2 separate regions of the Mus musculus genome follow, and region 1 is linked to region 2. A link is a contact called in public Hi-C data. All regions are on one chromosome and are shown on one strand. The core of a region is the stretch at or near the end of the contact, and the rest is flanking DNA. Distances in the headings are between cores, read along the strand shown. Region 1 holds the start of Masp1 (mannan-binding lectin serine peptidase 1). Region 2 overlaps St6gal1 (beta galactoside alpha 2,6 sialyltransferase 1).

Region 1 (3,098 bases), core at 407-2,906, 230 kb before region 2:
TCCTGCCTGAAACAGAGACCATTTCTCTCGGGCAATGCCTGAGTTCAAACCTCCCTCCTCATCACACACACTTACACTACATTATCAGCCAGAGCCTCATAATCATGCCAATCACACAAGGCTGGCACTCAGGAAAGCTAAACTGGAGAACTTGGAGGAAAGACAAGAAGGGGTTACAGTAAATGTCAAATCTTTGCTCCCCCCAAAATACGTCAAGGAGAGCTATCTCAGGGTGGAGAATGTGTTTGGCACCTTGATTCAGGTGGCAGGTGGCCTTCTGCATGACTGAAAAGCAGCTCATCCTCAAATTCTCACTTGTGCCTCGTTACAGTTTCCATTCAGCGAACAAAGAGATGGGATCTGAAACAGTGCTGTACGCAGCCAGGTTGGTCAGAAAACATAGATCACCGTTAAAGTCTGGATCAGCATCTAAAGCGCTTGAAATAGTTCAGGACTCGGTTTCTCTGTTAGTGGATGTATGTGGTTTGCAAACGCCACGTGCTCTGTGATACGTTACCGAGACGTGGTGTCATGGAACCCATGAGAGATGGACTTCTTCCTCCCTTCCTAAGTGTATGACCACTTCCTCTGGGCACTTTCTTTACTGGAGTTATAATGCTACCACAGGCCTGGACAAGGTTCTCGAAGGAACGAGTGGGGCCAGGGTTAGCGCCCAGTGGCTCTTCTAACAGCTGGCTTGAGGTGGCAATGGCTCCAGAAGTGGTAGTGGGATCCTGGATGCCTTGGCCAGTCCTATAATCTTGTTAAGACATCATTTTCCCACCTGGAAAAGATCCATCAGAGAGAACCCTCAGAAGTTTGTGGAAGTGATTTAGACAGCGTTTGTGCCTGGCGCTGAAATGATGCAGGTGAGCGGGCCCACCCACCTCACACGCCCTTCAGCGCAGGCTGCCACTTTTGTGTGTTGGGGTTATTACTGTGGAAGGGCCTCTGTCGGACTGAGATGTCGGACTGCAGAGATGATACTGTGGTGGAGTTACAGTAGGGGTTAGCTGTGGAGAGGGTTATATGTGGTGCTGTCTTTAGGAAGAGGGCTCTCTTATTACTCAGCTCAGCATAGATCTGCTGTACGTTTCTCTATGGGGCCTGAGGCACTGACAGCACACAGGCACAGTTCTTTCTAGATGCATGGGGCACCTGGCTCTCTGGCTTTGCTGAAGCCTTTTTCCCAACTGGGTAAATTAGATCTCTGCATGCTTGCAGTTAGACAGTGCCACGCAGCAGCCTTTCAAGTGGGGAGAGTAAGTAGCCAACTGCAGGAACTGGTGCTCCCTCACCAGCGGGGCCAGCCACGAGGTTTTCAGAAGGAAAAAAAAAAAAAAAAAAAACCTGTGGATGTCCACGAACAGGCTGAGGCTTGGAATCTGCCTTCTTTTTTATAATCTCCTAGAACTGCCTTTTTAGTTGGCTGTTTCTGTTTAATTGTTCTTTTGCTGGGGTCCTAAAGTAGAACAATTATAGCCATCAGGCAAGGGAGGCTGAAGAGAAATTACTCTCTCTCTCTCTCTCCTCTCTCTCTCTCTCTCTCTCTCTCTCTCTCACACACACACACACACACACCTCTAAGTCTCTCAGATTTTTTTCTCAAGGGCTGCAGTCCCTCCCTAGGAGGGGACTGGCTAACAGATCTTGCAAGGAAACAGTCTGTCAGGTCCCTCCGAGTGTACATAAGCTCAGACAGAGAGAGGAGAGAGGGAAAGCCAGAGGGAGAGGGGGAGAGGGGATCTGTTGCAGGCAGGAGAAGGCGTGACCTGAATGGAGAATGCCAGCCAATTCCAGAGACACACAGGGACCTCAGAACAAAGATAAGGCATCGCTGACACCACACCGGGGACTGGGACGAGCTCACAGACAAGTCTGGCAGAAGGAACCAAAGCCAGGAGCTCACAGAGCAGGAAAATGAGGTGAGTGCCTGGTCAGGGGACCGAGTGGAGAGCAGCCCGCTGGGTCTGACCTTGTCTCTAGGCAGACTCACCTGCTTATCCTCTGGGCGGCTGGGGATGGGGGAGTCTCATCAATCCTGGGGGCCCTGTCCCTGGGGCACCTTCCCAGGGACTCCGGAGAGTCGCAACTTGAAACCAGATAGTTTGTGCAAAGCCTGCTCCTGGCGAGGCTGAGGCTCAGATTTCTCTCTCTGCCAGCACAGGGTGCTGCCTACTGGCCAATGCGATCCTCCTCCTCCTCCTGCCCACAAGGCTGATTCTTCTTTTTGCTGCTCGGCAAAGAGCACTGATTTCTTTCTCCCAACACTTTGAGAGTTAGATAATGTGTTTGTGTGTTTATATTTTTTTTTTCTGACCGGAAAAGACAACAGTTCCCCCCACAGCCTCACTTGTGGTTTCTTGAGCCTTCAGAAGTTTGCCAGTTAAACCTCAATTTAGAAAACTAGAAACCTGTCCCCATTTTACAGTTCCCTATAAATTCTGCATTTCTCACTGAAATCAGAGGCAGCTGGTGACATGAATCAGGCTAGGAAATGCACCAAATGGCTCTTAAAGAGACACCACAGTTTTTTTAAGGAGCATGTGGGATTCAGAAACCTACCACTTTAAATTCTAATGGGCTTGAAGCTCTTCAACCTTCCCTGTTTCTTGTGTCCCTTCATGTTCCTCACCAGGCATTTCTTATAAGCTTTACCAGAGTCTGAAACCCCAACTATCCTAATTATTGTTATCACTTGTAAGTGTCAAAAAGAGCAAGGAAACACACTCTGGAGATGTGTTAAGTCCCTACACACCTATTTTCCATTCGCTTTCCTTTAAATCAGGAAAGTTTCTATTTGTTTCTTTTCTTCAGTCACCTGGTAACTTGCTCAGTCCAGGGCCAATAAAGAGTGAGCTTCCATCTGTGTAACTTTGGATTGCATTGACCTATGCCTAGGAGGAAGAGCTGTCTCTAAAAGTTCATTCCGTCATTCTGATCTTGTAAAGTTGTCCTTTGGTTTTGTTCATTTTTCCCTTCTTCTGAAACAATGGCTTTTCTTCCTTTGTACTGTGGAATGATATTCTGCCTTACCTGTGCCTCAGCCATCCCAAAAGCTCACCGTTGTATATGCTTAACCCTCAATTTAGGACAAC
Region 2 (3,353 bases), core at 344-2,843:
TGCTTTTGTTTTTTTTTTTTTCAGTGTAAATGTTGTGCAGGTTTCCTCTCACATCCAACACAAGCAGCAGTCCTACACCAGACACCAGCGAGGAGTCCCTGAATTCCATAGACTCTGGGAGTGCCTGAGGATAGCATCAGCTCTCTTGGTTCTCTTAGTCACTCTTACTGACAAGGTTTCCAGTGAAGACGTACAATGGTGGCTAAGATGGACCGTGGAATCAGACTGCCTAAGTCCCAGCTCTGCTGACCCTTGGAAGTTTGACCTTGGACAAAGTCAAACATGCTTTAGTCTCTATACAAATCAAATAATGGTAATAATTATACTTCCTAGAGCTTTTTTTTTTTTTTTTTTAAGATTAAAAGAGTTGCGACCTGACAGTCATAAAAGACCTAGAAAATGTAAGTATCCTCGGAGTCTTACGGGCTGCCACAGTTCATGCCCCAAAGCAGCCCCTGTGCAGGAAAGGGGACAAGAGCTTGCAAGGAGTCCAGGTTCACCTCCTCTAATTCACTGAAAGCGAAAGCCACTTTTGTTATGAAAAAAAATCTCAAATTGAATTGTCTGTGGATCTTCTGGAAAACCCCATGGCAGAGGGGAGGGAGGTGATTCTATGAGGTGGCTCAAGACATCTGTGCTCTGGAACGGCCCTGTTTTGGGTAGGAGTCCTTTATTCTAAATCATGACACACAGATAACATACTTTACATAGACATAGCTGGCAATGGCCTTGATGAAAGTCCAGCGGAATGGGGTCATTTCTCTAGTTACCTTACAACCCTAAACAGAAACAAAGTCTTTAAGTCTAAGTCTTTGTGCTGTCTCGTAGGGCCTTGCATGACTTTTAGTTGTGGCCTCCAGAAGCTACTGGCTGAAGGCCCTCACTTTCCAGCCATCCTGAGCAGAGGTCAGCCCTCCCATCCCCTCATCATTGACCTCAAATGTTTATCTTCTCACCATGCTTCCACATGTCTCCCTTCCAGGCAGAATGCTTCTCAGACTTTCCCAGAGAAAGTGACCTTCCTGCCCTGATCTGTCCACTGCCCTCTGTACACAAGTCAGGATTGCTTTTCAGTGGGTAGTTCTGTCCTGTCCTAATTGGCCAGAGCCCTATGAACACAAGCCAGGATCGATTGACATTGGGTGGCCAATGCCTAGCCCACGTGTTTTTGTCTCTGTTTTACTGATCTCAAAGTCAAGCTGGAGTCCACGACCACACTACCTTGATAATATCCAGTCTCAAAATCAAAGCAAGAGTATAGTAATCAGTTGTATTAAAATATAAGGGACTATATGGTTAAATGTCAGAATTTGCTACATATAAAGGCAAGCAGTATTTCATGAAATTTTGTCTCTTAACAGATAATGAAAAAAAATGGCTAAAATGGCTACAAATGGGTGCTACATCGAAAAATCCCACAGACCAGAGTCAAAGTAGACATTCTTGCTTACAGCCCTCTCTATTTCTGAAACTTCTAGATTATTTTGAAACAAATGTCATGCACTATTCCATTCACAAAGTCTCTACTGTATATGTCTTTAAAAACAAAAGCTTCTACCAGGTGTGGTGACACGTGCCTTTAGTCCCAGTACAGAGGCAGGTGGATCTCTGTGAGTTCAAGGCCAGCCTGGTCTACAGAGTGAGTTCCAAGACCGTCAGGGCTACACAGAGAAACCCTGTTTTGAAAAACAACAACAGCCAAAAAGCATTTTTTTTTAAGCGTTGTTTATTGTTTGCGGAAGTAAAAGTAAAAACATGTAAGGGTCACAAGCTCAAAGAGAGGGATACTGGTTCATCTACAGCCATGTTCTCAGGTCTGGGACTCAGCACATGCTGACTAGCGGAAGGAAGAAGAGAAGAGAGGTAGGAAAACCACAAAGGAGGAGAAAAACCAGTCTCTTCTCTTAGCTTTGAATCATGAAAATACTATTGATAAACTTCTGAGAAGCAGAGAAATAAAGCAAGCACTAGCTAATGTTTTTGACCTCAACCAGGGTTTCTGTATTTGTCAACTAACCCCTGGGGGCACTACACTTAACACAGCTTATAGCACTGTTCAAATAAAAGCTTTTGTCCATGCCTGACTCAAAAAAATGTCTTATGAGCCAGCAGTATTGCAATTTCCCTCCCTTCTCGAGGGTTTAACATGGAACACTTTGGTCTACTTTCTCTCCACTGCCTTCTGCTCTTCCTTCAGCATTGTCTATGAAGGCCCAAGCAGGAGAGTCTCCACAAGCATGAGTCCCTTGAGGAAGTGTTCTAGTAACTGTCCTAAAAGACCATCTTCATGGAGAGTGTCATGTTTAATTCCTGGGACAGAGCTTTTCTGTAAGCAAACGTTTTACTGGGTGAGGAGGATTAAGCATTTGCATGGGGTCTTACAAAAGGAGATAAATTCAAAGATTTGAGTTCCTTGTCCTAAAGACAAATTTTATAGTGTTTGATAGTCAAGGCTCATCTTGACATTTCTCCCATGTTCAGGATGTCACAGAGGACCCTCTGTGAAGACCACAGAAAAGTCAGGAGAATGTCGAAGAACTTCCCTGTCTCTAGAACACAAACGCATGCTTCCCTTGTCGCCCTTCTGGGAAAAGTGTTTACAAATTTGTGTTTACAAATTTTAAATCAGGTCTGACCTGGCCAAGTCACTAACTTTGGGACGGGCGGAGGGCCACTCTCAGGAAAAGTTGACGGGCTTCCTAGATCATACCCTTAGAGCAGTGATTCTCACCCTTCCTGACGCTGTGTCCCTTCAATACACTGGTGACCCCCAGCCACAAGAATTATTTTCATAACTGTAATGTTGCTTCTGCTATGAATGATAATATAATGTAAATACCTGTGTTTTCCAAGGGTCTTTAGGTGACCCATGTTGAAAGGGTTGAAAGCCACTCCCTTAAGGTCATTTCTCTGCATGAAAGGAGCCCCTCTTGTCCCCCCAGAGCCCTTAAAGACCAAAGGAAACAAGTGTTTTGGCAGTGATTAACCAGTGCGTAGGTATAGAGGGAACTTCAAAAATGACTTATAATTATATCCTGCAAGGCTATACCTACACTTCTCTGGTATGCAGGAGGCTGACAATCATCCTTCTAAAACCCAGGGGGCCCCACCCTCTCAGGAAGGGGAAGGGGCTGGGGGAGGAGAAAATGGGAGGGGACAGCAATCTGGATGGGAAGTGAATAAATAAATAAATTTTAAAATTATAAAAAAATAAATAAAACAAAAAATACAAAGTGTAAGAAGTTCATAGATACTTGGCAAATATGTCCTGGACTCCATTTTTAGTTGAGAAAGGCCAAACGCCCTGTACAACTATTACGTCTCAGTTCACAGAAACATTTGACGAAAGATGG

What was found. Hi-C and Micro-C count contacts between places; a contact is called where the count stands out from the background.
Region 1: a Hi-C map of liver shows a contact between it and region 2, with 2.3 times the contacts expected there. The contact joins the promoter of Masp1 here to the enhancer-like site in region 2. A contact is called at or near these places in 1 of 39 promoter capture datasets (liver), 3 of 484 Hi-C or Micro-C datasets (all in liver) and 1 of 9 other capture datasets (pancreatic islet).

Annotation. Positions count from the first base shown.
Region 1 is chr16:23,519,373-23,522,470 of GRCm38.p6, reverse strand. It overlaps Masp1 (mannan-binding lectin serine peptidase 1), which reads left to right and starts at 1,656. Exons shown (of 11, transcript NM_001359083.1): 1 at 1,656-1,925. The coding sequence starts at 1,921. It also overlaps a transcript of Rtp4 not described here.
Region 2 is chr16:23,292,156-23,295,508 of GRCm38.p6, reverse strand. The region is part of intron 2 of St6gal1 (beta galactoside alpha 2,6 sialyltransferase 1); the gene reads right to left. Among named protein-coding and RNA genes, the nearest start is that of Gm30814, 33 kb to the left of the region's middle. Within about 2 kb of position 1,593, at least 10 of the 459 cell types and tissues checked have an H3K27ac peak or open chromatin away from gene starts, as enhancers often do. A contact at or near this core is called in liver, where this site is marked.